Linked DNA regions of Mus musculus: region 2 is linked to region 1. A link is a contact called in public HiChIP or PLAC-seq data. All regions are on one chromosome and are shown on one strand. Each heading gives the region's core, a stretch centred on a gene start, on an enhancer-like site or on the middle of the called end of the contact. The rest is flanking DNA. Distances are from core to core; before and after follow the strand shown. Region 1 overlaps Pde7b (phosphodiesterase 7B). Region 2 has its middle 26 kb from the start of Ahi1.

Evidence for each region. HiChIP or PLAC-seq counts read pairs in DNA pulled down with a chosen protein or histone mark.
Region 2: a RAD21 HiChIP or PLAC-seq map of pro-B cells shows a contact between it and region 1, with 10 times the contacts expected there. The contact joins two enhancer-like sites. A contact is called at or near these places in 1 of 15 datasets of contacts at CTCF or cohesin (pro-B cells), 3 of 484 Hi-C or Micro-C datasets (bone marrow-derived macrophages, cortical neurons and nephron progenitors) and 3 of 115 datasets of contacts at active chromatin or transcription factors (VIP interneurons, bone marrow-derived macrophages and heart atrium).

Annotation. Positions count from the first base shown.
Region 1 is chr10:20,468,548-20,474,841 of GRCm38.p6, forward strand. The region is part of intron 2 of Pde7b (phosphodiesterase 7B); the gene reads right to left. Among named protein-coding and RNA genes, the nearest start is that of Pde7b, 77 kb to the right of the region's middle. Within about 2 kb of position 3,739, at least 17 of the 459 cell types and tissues checked have an H3K27ac peak or open chromatin away from gene starts, as enhancers often do. A contact at or near this core is called in pro-B cells, where this site is marked.
Region 2 is chr10:20,923,129-20,929,614 of GRCm38.p6, forward strand. No RefSeq gene overlaps it. Among named protein-coding and RNA genes, the nearest start is that of Ahi1, 26 kb to the right of the region's middle. Within about 2 kb of position 4,988, at least 3 of the 459 cell types and tissues checked have an H3K27ac peak or open chromatin away from gene starts, as enhancers often do. A contact at or near this core is called in pro-B cells, where this site is marked.

The sequences.
Region 1 (6,294 bases), core at 2,489-4,988:
TAATTACTTCAACATCCAGCTATACCACTCTTGGGCATATACCTAAAGGACACTTCATCTTACCACAGAGATGTTAAGGCCTAGGTGAATTGTTAAGGCCTAGGTAACAGTTACTTGGCTAGCCTGCCTATATAAAGAAACTTTCTCATCTGTTCTGCTGTTACTAGGAAAATTTCTAATGCCAAGATTGATTACATATTCTGTTTTGTTCTGTGGCCCTGGAAACCAATCACAATAGAAGTTACTAGAACTGTTTTATACCCACAATAAGCTTGGCCCTGCACCAACCACCCAATTACGCTTCCTGCACCCATGTATACGCTTTTATGGTGTAAGCTGCTCCTGGGATGGACCCCAACACAAGAGAGACAATTTGGAATAGGACTTTCATTTTGAGAAGTGGTCTAGTAAAGTTTAAGTTCCCAAGACTTCCCTGTGAACTGACATTCTACTTGGGAGAAAGAGACACGTTCATGGGTAACTGACATCCTGGTTGGAAAGTGAAGACATCCATGTTAGACAAGTCCTGTCTTGGTAGGCAAGTTAGGACATGACTATTAGACAAGGCAAGTCCCCTGCCAGAACTGAATATCCCAACCAATGGGAGCAGGATAAATGTACAACAAAGACGTGTTCCCAAGGAAACCCTGTCCCCCACAAAACCCCCTCCCATCCCTAAATCCTGATTGATGAAGTAACTTGGTACAGGTGTTTGTGTATTTTAGGCTTATTTTAGTTCCTGAATCTGAACCATGGTCCAGTCAACCAGTCCTGGGACACATGCTCAATCAACTACCCCTGTCTGACTAAGACCAGTGTCTGTGTGGTTTGCGAGGCAATTCCTGGATCCCCAAAAGAGACACTTGCTCAATCATGTCCATTGCTGCTGCTCATCCCTCCACAGAGGAATGGATATTTTAAAAAAGTGGTACCTTTACATGGTTGAATATTACTCAGCTGGTAAAGAATACAAAATCATGAAGTTATCAGATACATGGATGGAACTAGGAAAAAAAAATCCTAAGATAGTTAATCCAGATCCAGGAAGACTAAAGTGGTATGAATTTGCTTATATGTGTATGTCAGCTGTTAAGTGGATGGTAACTAAGCTACAATCCCTAGATCCACAGAGTCTAGAGATTACTCTTACGGGACTAGGCAAAGGACAGATAGAACTCTGTAAGAAAGGGGAATAGAAGAGAACGTTATGGATGGCTTGTGGCCTGGGGTGGGGGGTGTTATTAGAACAGAAGGATCAAGTGGGGAGGGGGAAGGAAGGGGGGATGAGGGGGGTAATATGGGAAGAGATCACTAAAATTAAGAGGCATTTGAGGGTAGGATGAAAACCCAGTAAAATAGCTTCATAAAAATATATACATGTATGAAGGTGAACTAATTGAAATAGCCAAATAACAGGGAGACAGAACCTCAACCAGATATCTCTTGTCACCTAATAAAGCTTCCAGTACTGGGATTGGGTTACATCTTATTGAGTTTGTGCCCAAAGGGATCCCATGGGAACCAACAAGCAACCTAGGCTGTTGCCAATACTAGGTTGCTTTCCATACACTGATGGTAAGGCCCCATGGCTGAAGACAACAGCTACACAACTCATTGACTATAGAGAAGTAGAGCTGATGCCTTCCTAGAGCCTTCTGTGCAAGTACCTGTGGTACAGGAAGTTGTTCTGTATGCTACCAAAGGGGAAACAAACAACAACCCAGCCACAAACTCCTTGATATACAATGATGTCCTGCCTGTAGGTTATGCTAGGGCAATGGTGGCACAAAGCTTGTGGGAGTGACAACCAATGTCTGATTTGACTGAATGTCTAATCTAGGGGATGGAATCCATACCTGACACTACTGGGTGACCAAAAACCCGAGACTAGACAGTCCAGAGATCTAGGGTAAGACCAAATACTATTGTTTTGAAGTAACCATAAAATGACTCCTAATGATATTCTCCTATAGTCATTGATCAGTTGCCCTATTCAGCCATCATCAGCAAAGCTTCTCCCAGCAGCAGATGGGATCAGTCAGACATCATGCAGAGAATGAGAGACCTTGGAACATTCAGCTCTAAAAGGGATGTCCCCAACCAACTCCCCCTCTCGGGACTCAGGGAGCTCTGCTGAAGAGGTAGAAAGAGTGTAGGAGTCAGGGGTGGCAGAGGTGGAGGACACCCAGAAAACGAGGCTTCTAAAAGCAACAAAATCCACACACCCATGAACGGACAGAGTCTGCGCCAGCTGGGGTTCTGGAGCTGCAAGAAGTGAACACAGCACTTACCCCTAACACAGCAGTTCTCTCCAACTGATACCCACCTTTAGTTTCCTCCAAGGGAGCCTCACCAGGGAAATAACGACTCTTAAGTGTAGGCTGCGTGCCCAGCGGTAGATGGTCAACAGAAAAGGAACTCAATGGCATCTTTGGAGGTCCCTTGTCTCATAAAATTTTGTTAGGGCTTTTTCTTTCTTTCTTTTTAAATCTTATCTTGACACACACACACACACACACACACACACACACACACATTTTTTCTCGTTTACTCTACAGTTCCTTTGTATAAAGTATGGCTTCCACTTTAGTGTTTTTATGTGATTCCTGAGTGCGCCAACTACTGAACCTCTGTCTATATCTGCTTCTTGAGCCTATTCTTCGTCTCCTTTCCTTCGGTTTCATTTTTTTTGTTGTTGTTCTATTCTGATGTGTTAGTTTTGTTTTATCGTTTTAAAATTTCATTTCTGTCTTCCAATGAGACACAGAAAGGGGGTGGCTCCAGATGGGAGAAGAGGCGGGGCAGAACTGGAAGGAGAAATCACAATCAGATACACTATTCGAGAAAAAGGCTGTTTTCAATAAATGGAAAAAAATAGGAATATTTAAGAAATTTGATTCTACATTCTAATTTTCAAATTTTACCCTGCCATTTAAGACAGGAAATTTTTCATGATTTTATTATCATGAAGTGAAAATGGCTCTAAGAGGTAACTTTTTAAAAGATAAAATCACAGAAGAGCGAATACATTGTTTTATATGTGAGTAATCTGATAAAAATAATTTATAGTTATGCTAACTCTGCAGAGAATTCAGGCCCCATTCCAAATCAGATGTTCCTAAAAATTATTTGGAAAACCATTTAGTTAAATAAGAATATTTGTTCTATTTTTCCCTAAGTTAGAGTCATCTTGCTTATGTGTGTGCCATAAGAGGTTATGGATTTACTCAAATTCAAAGCTGAGAATTTAGGAAAGTTTAATCAAATTGTCTTATGAATTTCAGTATTAACCAAGGCTTTTAAAAAAAATCATATTTGTTCTTTACCGTCATCTCTATTTCTTAAGTTTCAAACTTTGTGTATGATCATATCATAGTGTTTTATGATAAAGCTTCTCACTTTATATAAAACTCAGCGTCAACTTTCTCTTATGATGAGAGGAATACACATGCTGGCAGGGAAAACGGGGAGGAGAAAGCGAAAGTCATCAGGCAGTGAGCCGTGTGCGAACGTTGGCATGTTTTTATAAACATGTGAGATCTTTTCAAATATGTAATTTTGTATTCAGCTTCTTTTTGTTTAATAGACTATAAACATTTGTGAACCTGCTTCTGTCAGCCCTCACCACAGGAAATAACCAGCTCTCTCCAGAGAAAATGAAAGCAACTGGTGGGAGACACAGACCTGGCTCTAGTTTGCCACAGTAGTGATTCCATTTCCTTCTCTGGAATCAGCTCACGAGCGTCCTTAGTCATCACCACCTCACCTTCCTCTTCCTTACCAAAGGATGCAAGGGCAGTGGATGAGATGACCAGTTTGTCACACGGGACCTCCTGCCAGGGCAGCAGACTATTGAGACAATTTCCATATTGACACTATGGAAATGCTATAAATTAAATACTTTCACTGTTAGTTATATGTTTTAATACCAAGTTGGCAGCTTTGGTTTGAAGGTATTGAAGGAAGCTCTTAAAGAGGCTTCTCACCTGTATGGCAGTTCCTTATGTCCAACACTCTTCCAGAGACTCCTTTTTTCAAATTCAATTGGTTCCACCTGAGCTCATTATCTGTCCCCAGAGTTTCTTAATGATGTTCTCATCTCGAGTATTTCAAGATGGTGAGACCACTATTCACTATCCTCAGGTTGTATTTCTGCTTCTACACGCCACCTCCCATTTGTGCTCTGAGTTCTTCTGCGTCACACTCTGCCACCTGCTTTGGTTCCTCTCTTCACGAACTGTTTCTCCTACACATAGATGTCAGTCATTTTCAGAGACTCTGTTGTGATCATGCACAGCCTTTTTCTTGAGATTCTCTAGCAATCCTCTTGGATTAATGAATCAAGTTCAAACTCTTTTTCTTGATGTTCCAAGGCGCCCACTTTCTCTCTGGTCAATATGTTTTCTTTGCTAATTTTTAGGCTCTGCTCTATCTTAGTGACCTTTGTGTCTGTGTGTCAAATCAATCTTATTTTGGTCATTTCTTAATCAGTTAACCCTCGACTGTATGTTCCAGAGCTCAGCACGAGTCCACGTTGTTTCCCTCTCTTGCTCAGGACACTTTCTTTTTATTCTAATTATTTTAGGAGAAGGTTATTAGGTTACTTATTTACTTGTACACCCCTTCATGGACTGTGTATGTGCCCTGTGACAAGATGATTAGCTCTTTGAACATAAACGTTATGGCTCAGGTTTCTCTCCAGCTTTCTGGAGAACCTATTATATAAAGGTTACCTCTATGGTTGTTGCTGTGGCCACACACTCACCCTTCTCAGCATAGAGTGGGTGCTCTGAGTGTTAAATGAATGGATGAATGATAACTATGAGGTAATATTGGTCTCTCAGATCCAATTTTCTATTTTCTTTCATTCAGATAAGAAAGTGAACTCATTTAGTGATGTTGGCTGGGCTAACAAGAGGCAATGGTGCCTCCAGTCCTAGCTTAAAAAGGTGAAAGCCTTCTTAAGAAAGAGCGGTTACAGCATTTTGAAGATGGCTTTTCTCTGACAGCTAGGTATCTGGAATGACTTTTCCTGACGTCTCCGCTCTGATTTTACTTGAATAAGGGCTTCCGACAACACTTTCATTTAGTCAAGTTCAGCTGTGGTAACTCCTTCCTGGCGTTATGGCTTGAGGCATATTTTACAACAGCAATAAAAGTTAGCCCTCAGCACACATATCCTCTTTACTTCTCTGTCTCTTCAGTTCCTGCTCTCTGGTTAGTCCTCAGCTCTTCTTGATGTCCCAAGACAAGAGTTCTTCACTTTAGTCTGTAACACTTCAGAATCATATACAATACATATGTGCCTTATATTATATCTACTTATTATTACATGCACACATATTACATGGGTATCATAAATGCCAACATCTATTTGTACATGTCTCCACAAATTGCTCAAGGGTAGTGCTTATATCTCATTCATCTTGGCACCCTGGCTTGCTGCCTACCATAGGAAGTGTCCCACCAATGTCCATTCATGGAACTGTGATGGGGAAGGAATGAGACACTTGGGGCCCCGTCAGCTCTGGTTTCCACCACGAAGTGGCAATTTGGTGGCTAACCCTTCTCCTGGTCTGGCACTTCTGCAGCTGAAGAGCTGGAGAGTGTGTGGCCAGAAGCCCCGGGTGCCCATCCTGGAGCACCGGCCAGCCGAGCCAGGAAGTGCCACAACCACAACCGAAGCCCTGCCTTTCTTCTGGAGAAAGGTCAATATTGACCTTTGAAATTGTGGGGTGTTAGCTTGGCGCTCCCAAGAGTGAGAAGCCTCAGGGAGCCCCAGCTCAGGCCTCCCTTCTCTGCTGGGGGAGTAGCGAGCTGGAACGGAGTGAGACTGCTTTCAGAGTGACATTTTAGTTTGGTGGACTTTGCATGTGTAAAGGTGGCATTAAGGGGTACAAGATTATTGCAACGCTGTGAACATCTGCTGGGAATTCTTTCTTAGACAAAGGAAGGGCTTTGCACAAACTGCCTTTCTGTCTTTACAAGGGATGGTGGGGATACCACTTAAGACCAGATAGTTTCTAACATGGTTGGTGGCCTTTGATTTACCTAACAGTCTTTCAGTGAATGAAAGAGTGGCTACAGGGTGTTAGGCAGCAGGTTAAAAAAAATCTGAATATCTGGGTACATTTAAAATAACATAGTTAATATATGCATATGTATATTTTGACTTTCCTTTGGAAAAAATAAAGCATCTACTTTTGTAAGTCTACTAAAATGACTTCATGACTGTCCAGCTAAAATGGGCCAGCCTGGAGAAGCAAATCCAGAGGAAGAGAACTTAAGATCAAG
Region 2 (6,486 bases), core at 3,738-6,237, 460 kb after region 1:
TGAACACGCTATGTATAGTAACACCTTATTGTTCGACACTTTAAGTTCTATGTAGTTTCCCATCATGACTATTATTTTTAATCCTTCCACCCTTTGAGTGATAATTAGAAATGTAAATGTCAGCATTGCATAAATAGGCTGCATGCTCTGGACTGCATTTTACTTGAAATACATAGACTGGGAATGGAGGTGTGTTTCTCAAAGCAAAATCAGGATAATGAGAACCAAACCAGAAGCATGAATATTCTACTTTACCACCATCATGTTTCATAGTTTCTGGCCACAAGCTTGGGGTGCAAGGTTCTGTGAACTCACGGACCTGTTCTAAAAGTGGAAAAGGAGTGGAACTCACCCTGGGTTTCTGACTCCCTAGCTCTTACCACTTGAGTTGTCCATCGCAGCTCAAACAAGGATCTGCTGATTTTCTATACCATTAGCAAGCCATTGGGTTACCAGACAAGATAAGTAGACCTCACAAGCCCTGCCAGCATTTGTAAGCCAGGAGTAGTACCACCTTGGTCCTTCCCTGGAAATTACCTGCCCTGTGATTGAGTGTGAATGTTGAGAATCTGTCTTTTATAGCCACATGGTGCCAGAAAAGTGGTCTCTTATGCTAGAATGAGAGAGTTACAAGCTACCAAAGGTGTTGATGAGTTGAAGAACTTACAAAGTAATTGTGGAGATACATCCTCCATTTCTCCATCATGCCTGCCCAGGATACTGGCTTTGTTCAGCAAGGAAATGTGTTGGACAATGTTTTGTTTTGTCTAGTTTGAGACATTCTTCGTGTTGAAGTTCCTGTCCTTGGCTGACCACCTATCACTTACAACTCCTCTCAAGCTAAGCTTATTGCTATGAATAAGATATACAATAGTACCGTGGTGTGACCATAGACTGTGTAGCTTATTTAAAATAACAGAGACAGACAGACAGACACAGAGACCCAGACATAGAAACACAGAGACAGAGAGACAAAGAGAAAGAGAGAGACCAAGACAGAGAAAGAAAGAGACGGAGAGAGAAGCATACACGCGCTCAGGCATCTCTCCATGCAGGGAACTTGAAATTTCTGTGTGTGGAATTCAAGCATAGTTTTGGGCAATAATAAAATGCTTAAAAGGCTTTCATTCTTCAAGTGGAAGCTGGCCTCATTCACACAATCCAAGAATCTAATTCTACAAAACATTGATCCCAAGCTCAGTTCTCCCACTGGAAGGAGAGAACTGTGGGCATCAAATCCTCCTAGAGTTTTAGAGGTGCTTTCTTCTCATCATCGCTACAACACAACAAAACATGTCTTCCCACCCCATCCACCCCCGGAAAATAATTACTTGACTTCCAGCCACCATTTCTTGACAAGCAGACTTGATGTTTTTGTCATCGAAAGTGACTCGACCTTTCTAGAGTGCTCTTTCCCTGTATCATACCTTCCTCCAGTCCATCCTCATCTGCTAACATTTGCTTAAAATAGCAAACCTTCCCCAGTGTGAGAGGCACACATCTTGTTACTGTAACACTTAGTACACTGCGCAATACTGCTTTCCCTCAAGTCTGAGACAACAGAATCCACAAACCACGCAGTTAGTTTACTAAACACTGAGGGGTTTAAAAAGAAGAGTCCGACAAAATTGTAATTGAGTCATATTACTTGGAACTGTCATTTAATACATAAAAAGGAGTTGTTTTAGTATAATTATGTAACACACGCAAGAGCCTGAGGTCCTGTTAGCACTTCTTACTTAACTAGTATCAATTTGTTTTTTCATCAAGACACTGTCACTGTAGGACATTCTCTCAGGCTGTTAGGAGCTTGTAGATCACATACTATGGAACACATTTTTATAGATCACATGATGTGGATCACATGACTGTGAGTCATATGCTTGTGGATCGCATATTGTAAATCGGATCATATGTTGTGGATCACATGCTTATAGATCATATGATTGTGGATCATTTGCTTATGGATCACATGCTATGGATCACATGGTTACCGATCACATGATATGGATCACATGGCTGCGAATCATATGCTCGTGGATCACATACTGCAAATCGGATCATATACTGTGGATCACATGCAGTGAATCACATGCTGTGGATCACATACCGTGGATTACATGATTATGGATCATATGGTTGTAGATAACATTCTATGGATTATATGTTGTGGATCACATGATTATGCATCATATACTGTGAATCATATGCTGTGAACCACATGCTATGGATCATATGTTATGGACCACATGCATGTAGATCATACAATTGTGGATCATTTGCTTGTGGGCCACATGCTGTGAATCACCCCTGCGCCTTAATAAAGTACAGGTTTTGGTTTTGAAAGCGTGATGTGCAGCCTGTGATCCTATTCCCACCAAATCCTTAAAAGATGCTGATGTTTCTGGCCAAAGGTCTCATGTGTTGCAACAGAGGGAGGAATAATTCTTTTACATATATCTCATTCACAGCATCCCACACAACTTATCCAATCTGTATTTTATTTTCCAAGGATTCATAAAACTGTTCACTAATTCGAAAGAAAATAGGAAATGTGGGTTATCATCCCCACGATAAGTGTCTGTCTTGCTGACATAATAATACTCCCCACTTCACTGGTTTTAGCCTGATGACTTTTAATTCTAATGTTGAATTATACTGTGATGTTTAAATGTGTTTTGATGGCAAAAAAAAGAGAGAACATTTACTACAATTCATAAAACAAGTGTTGTTTTGATGGTATCAAGAGCTCTGAGCAGGTCTGCACTCACACAGATCAAATTACTTAAGACTGCCACTCAGACACTGTCTGTGCAATGCCATCAACTGTAAGATGCAATCAGATGTCTGAATTATGAAACCCCAAGAGAACACAAGCAGGCCTCAGCGTTGCTTGTCTGGATTCTTGCTCCTTCTTTCCCTCAGATGTTCAGTGAGCTTAGCATAAGAGCAAGACAAACCTCAGTCTTGAGGACAGAATTCAGTGCCGGCCAAAAGTAAGTGAGAGAGACATGAATGCAGTCCTCATACCCTCCTAAACCTGGTTAGAAGCTGATGACCTATGATGTGTTATTTGTAGCCCAGGGGTACTCGAAATGTCCTCTGGATGTGCCCACACAGGGCTTAGTATGAGAAAACTGAAGATAGCCAGTGTGCTTCCTCAGCTAAACTAGCCCAGGATGGTAGAGCAGATTATAGTGGCATTAAAATGGCTTATTTCGATTCCTTCAAATTCTGGATATGCGATTTACCTTCTGATCCACTTTGGCAGTGTTTCTCAACTCTCCTAATGCTGCGACCCTTTAACACAGTTCCACATATTGAGGTGACCCCCCCAACCATAAAGTTGTTTTCGTTGTTGCTTCATAACTGTAATTTTACTGCCCTTATGAATTGTAATGCAAACATCTGATATACAGGATATCTGATGTGTAACCCCTGTTGGGGTTGCAGCTCATAGGTTGAGAACTACTGCACTAGAGGCACCTCATGCCCCACTTTCCTGGCTAGCCTATTTCCTCTTTCCTTTTTTTTTTCCCACTGAGAGATGACCAAAGTCAAATAGAAATGAATTTTAGTATTCATTTGGGCATTATAGTTTATGATCATGGCTTTTAAAATGATTTCTTTCTCCAGAAAGAAATAGGGGACATAATTATGCTTGCATTTTTGAACTTTATGTTCATCAAAAAAGATGTTAGAGATTTTAAAAAATGGATAACTATTGTTAAAAGCATAACGCAAAATCTTGGTAACTACAGAAAATAAATCTTTTTTTAAGATTTATTTATTATTTATTATATGTAAGTAGACTGTAGCTGTCTTCAGACACTCAAGAAGAGGGCATCATATCTCATTACGGATGGTTGTGAGCCACCATGTGGTTGCTGGGATTTGAACTCCGGACCTTTGGAAGAGTAGTTGGGTGCTCTTACCCACTGAGCCATCTCACCAGCCCCAGAAAATAAATCTTAAATGGAGCAACTTTTAATTTCAAACTGTAGTGTTTTGAATAAGACAACTATTCAAAACACAAAAGACCCCACCTAAAGAGACCTCACTGAAATGAAAATGAATGTTCTACAGCTCAAAACCATGAGAATTTAAATAGAATCCTTGCATCTCCCAGCTAGAAGGAACCTTAGAAATCATCCTGCTTAACAGCCTCTGAATTCACAGTGTTGACATTTTTATAGATATTTTATCCTTCCAGCCCAAATATTTTTAATTTTTTAATGCCATTCCTATGAAACAGATTATAAGGTTGTTTAAATCCTCAACTCACAACAATACAACCTTTCTTTGTATATATGTTTACATCACAGTATTTTAAATTAATGATTCTTATTTAGAGACTGGAGGTATGGTGTCAGAAAAGTCTCCACCTGCAGCCTCTGCCCCCACAAATGAGACCATAAGGAAGATGTCACTGTGACACTTGCTGGCAGGACATGCACCTGCAATCTTACTAGGCAAGGATGTTAAGATTATATGTATATGTACATGTATTTATATGCATGCAATAGCAATTAGTGAACAAAGAGACATTGAAGGGATGCAGGGAGAGGAATGGGAGGCTTTAGAGGGAAGGGAGAGGTGAGATGTTGTAATTAAAATCCCCAAAATAAAATATAAAAACAGTACGCTGTAATAAGAACTTCTCTGAAACCCATGGTATAGACTTGGCCTAGAGAGCTACAGTCTTCTATAAGCTGATTTGGTCCAAAATAAACCAGGATTCTCCATCGCTTCTCTGAGGTAGAAAACAAAGTTTGGCATGGAGTCTCATGCCTACACTCTCAGCACTTGGAAGAACGGGAACATCAGGACTGCTCTGAATTTGAAGACAGCTTGGGCTACAAGACAAGACCCTGTCTCACAAAAACCAAAAGAAAACAAGAACCAAGACACGTATTATCTGTCTCAGTTGGATGGAAGGAAGGACAAAATTCAGAAAAGCACGCACAAAAGACTAGAGCTTTGGTGACCTCTTGTGGGGTAATTTGCTAGCAGTCCATAATAAAGCATTTCAGGAATAGAGTTCCGACAGGTTTTCTTTGTGATATGGGGATTCAGTGGTAGTGTCTGCCTAAGAGCCAAACTCCCATCTCAACTTAGGAATGTCTATTCTTGCAAAAAATGAATCTGAGTGCTTTCCTATTGGACAAGGAGAAAACCTAAAAGTGGACTGAATGGAAATGTCCAGCAACCATATCTAAGCTGTGGTAGCGTTGGCATCATTGCTTGGATTTCTGTCGCTGTGTTTCACTGAATGTCACTATGTTCGTGTGTTCTGGAACACCATTTTCAGAATGCTACAGAAGAGCGTGCACATCACAAAAGCACTTCCTTAGTCATCAGAGGCATTAACTTTCTTTTTACTAATCTAAAATCTAGAATCTAAAATCAACCTAAGGCTCTGCTAAACAATTTTTTTCCTCTTAGTTTGTCTCCTTGAACGCTAACATGACTTTATGACTTTGAACATATTAACTAAAATATGAAACTTGGATATTCTGAAAAACAAGCACATAAAACTAGAGGCTACCGAATGCCCATTGCAAAGCTCAGAGCCAAGGCATCGAATAAAGCTGAATACAAGCTAACACACTCTCCTTTACTTACAGTTCATTCTAAAGCTAGCTTTAAGAGCATATGCTTTGATTATTATCAAAGATTAGCCATAAAATAATATTTCCAGAATACAAAGCTTGTAGCTCAACTTGAAAGCCAGGTCAGTTATGTCTGGGTTTATAATTAAGCATGTAAGAGGAAGAATATTAATATTTACTATTTTTTCTCCATTGCTTGGAGCATTTATCTTGATATATATTAAGCGCAATACTTATATCATAATACTGATGATAATGAAGCACTTAAAGAGTTAAATTTTACTTAAATTAACTTTTAATTTTTTTAAAAAATCAGGCAATCTATACCCAAACACAATTATCTCCATATTTGGTCTAACCCTCATCCAAATACACTTGCAATTTTACATGGTTGCAATAAAGGTGTGTCTCATGTTGAGATTGTTTCTTCTAGTCCCATGTTTTCTACTCTTTCTATGTCTCACTTTGGAGATGAAAATGGTTTATCATTTTGATGTGACATTTGTATATAAGTTGTTTTCAGCTTGCTGTTAACTGTGATGCTTCAGTAAGTATCTTCGTATAAAAGCTTTAAAGTGGCTTTATTAAAGCCAATAATCTGTGCTTCATCTCTTTTGAAAATAGCTGTCTGGGTCAGAATTAAAAGATGGCATACTCAAAAACAGAAAGAATGAAAGAAAGAAAGAAAGGAAGGAAGGAAGGAAGGAAGGAAGGAAAGAAAGAAAGAAAGAAAGAAAGAAAGAAAGAAAGAAAGAAAGAGGAAGAGAGAAAGAAAGAGAGAGAGAGTGAGAGAGAGAGAGAGAAAGAAAGAAAAAGGAAGGAAGGAAGAAAGGGAAAGAAAAAAAGGGCCTCCTATTTCTTTGAAATTTAATGA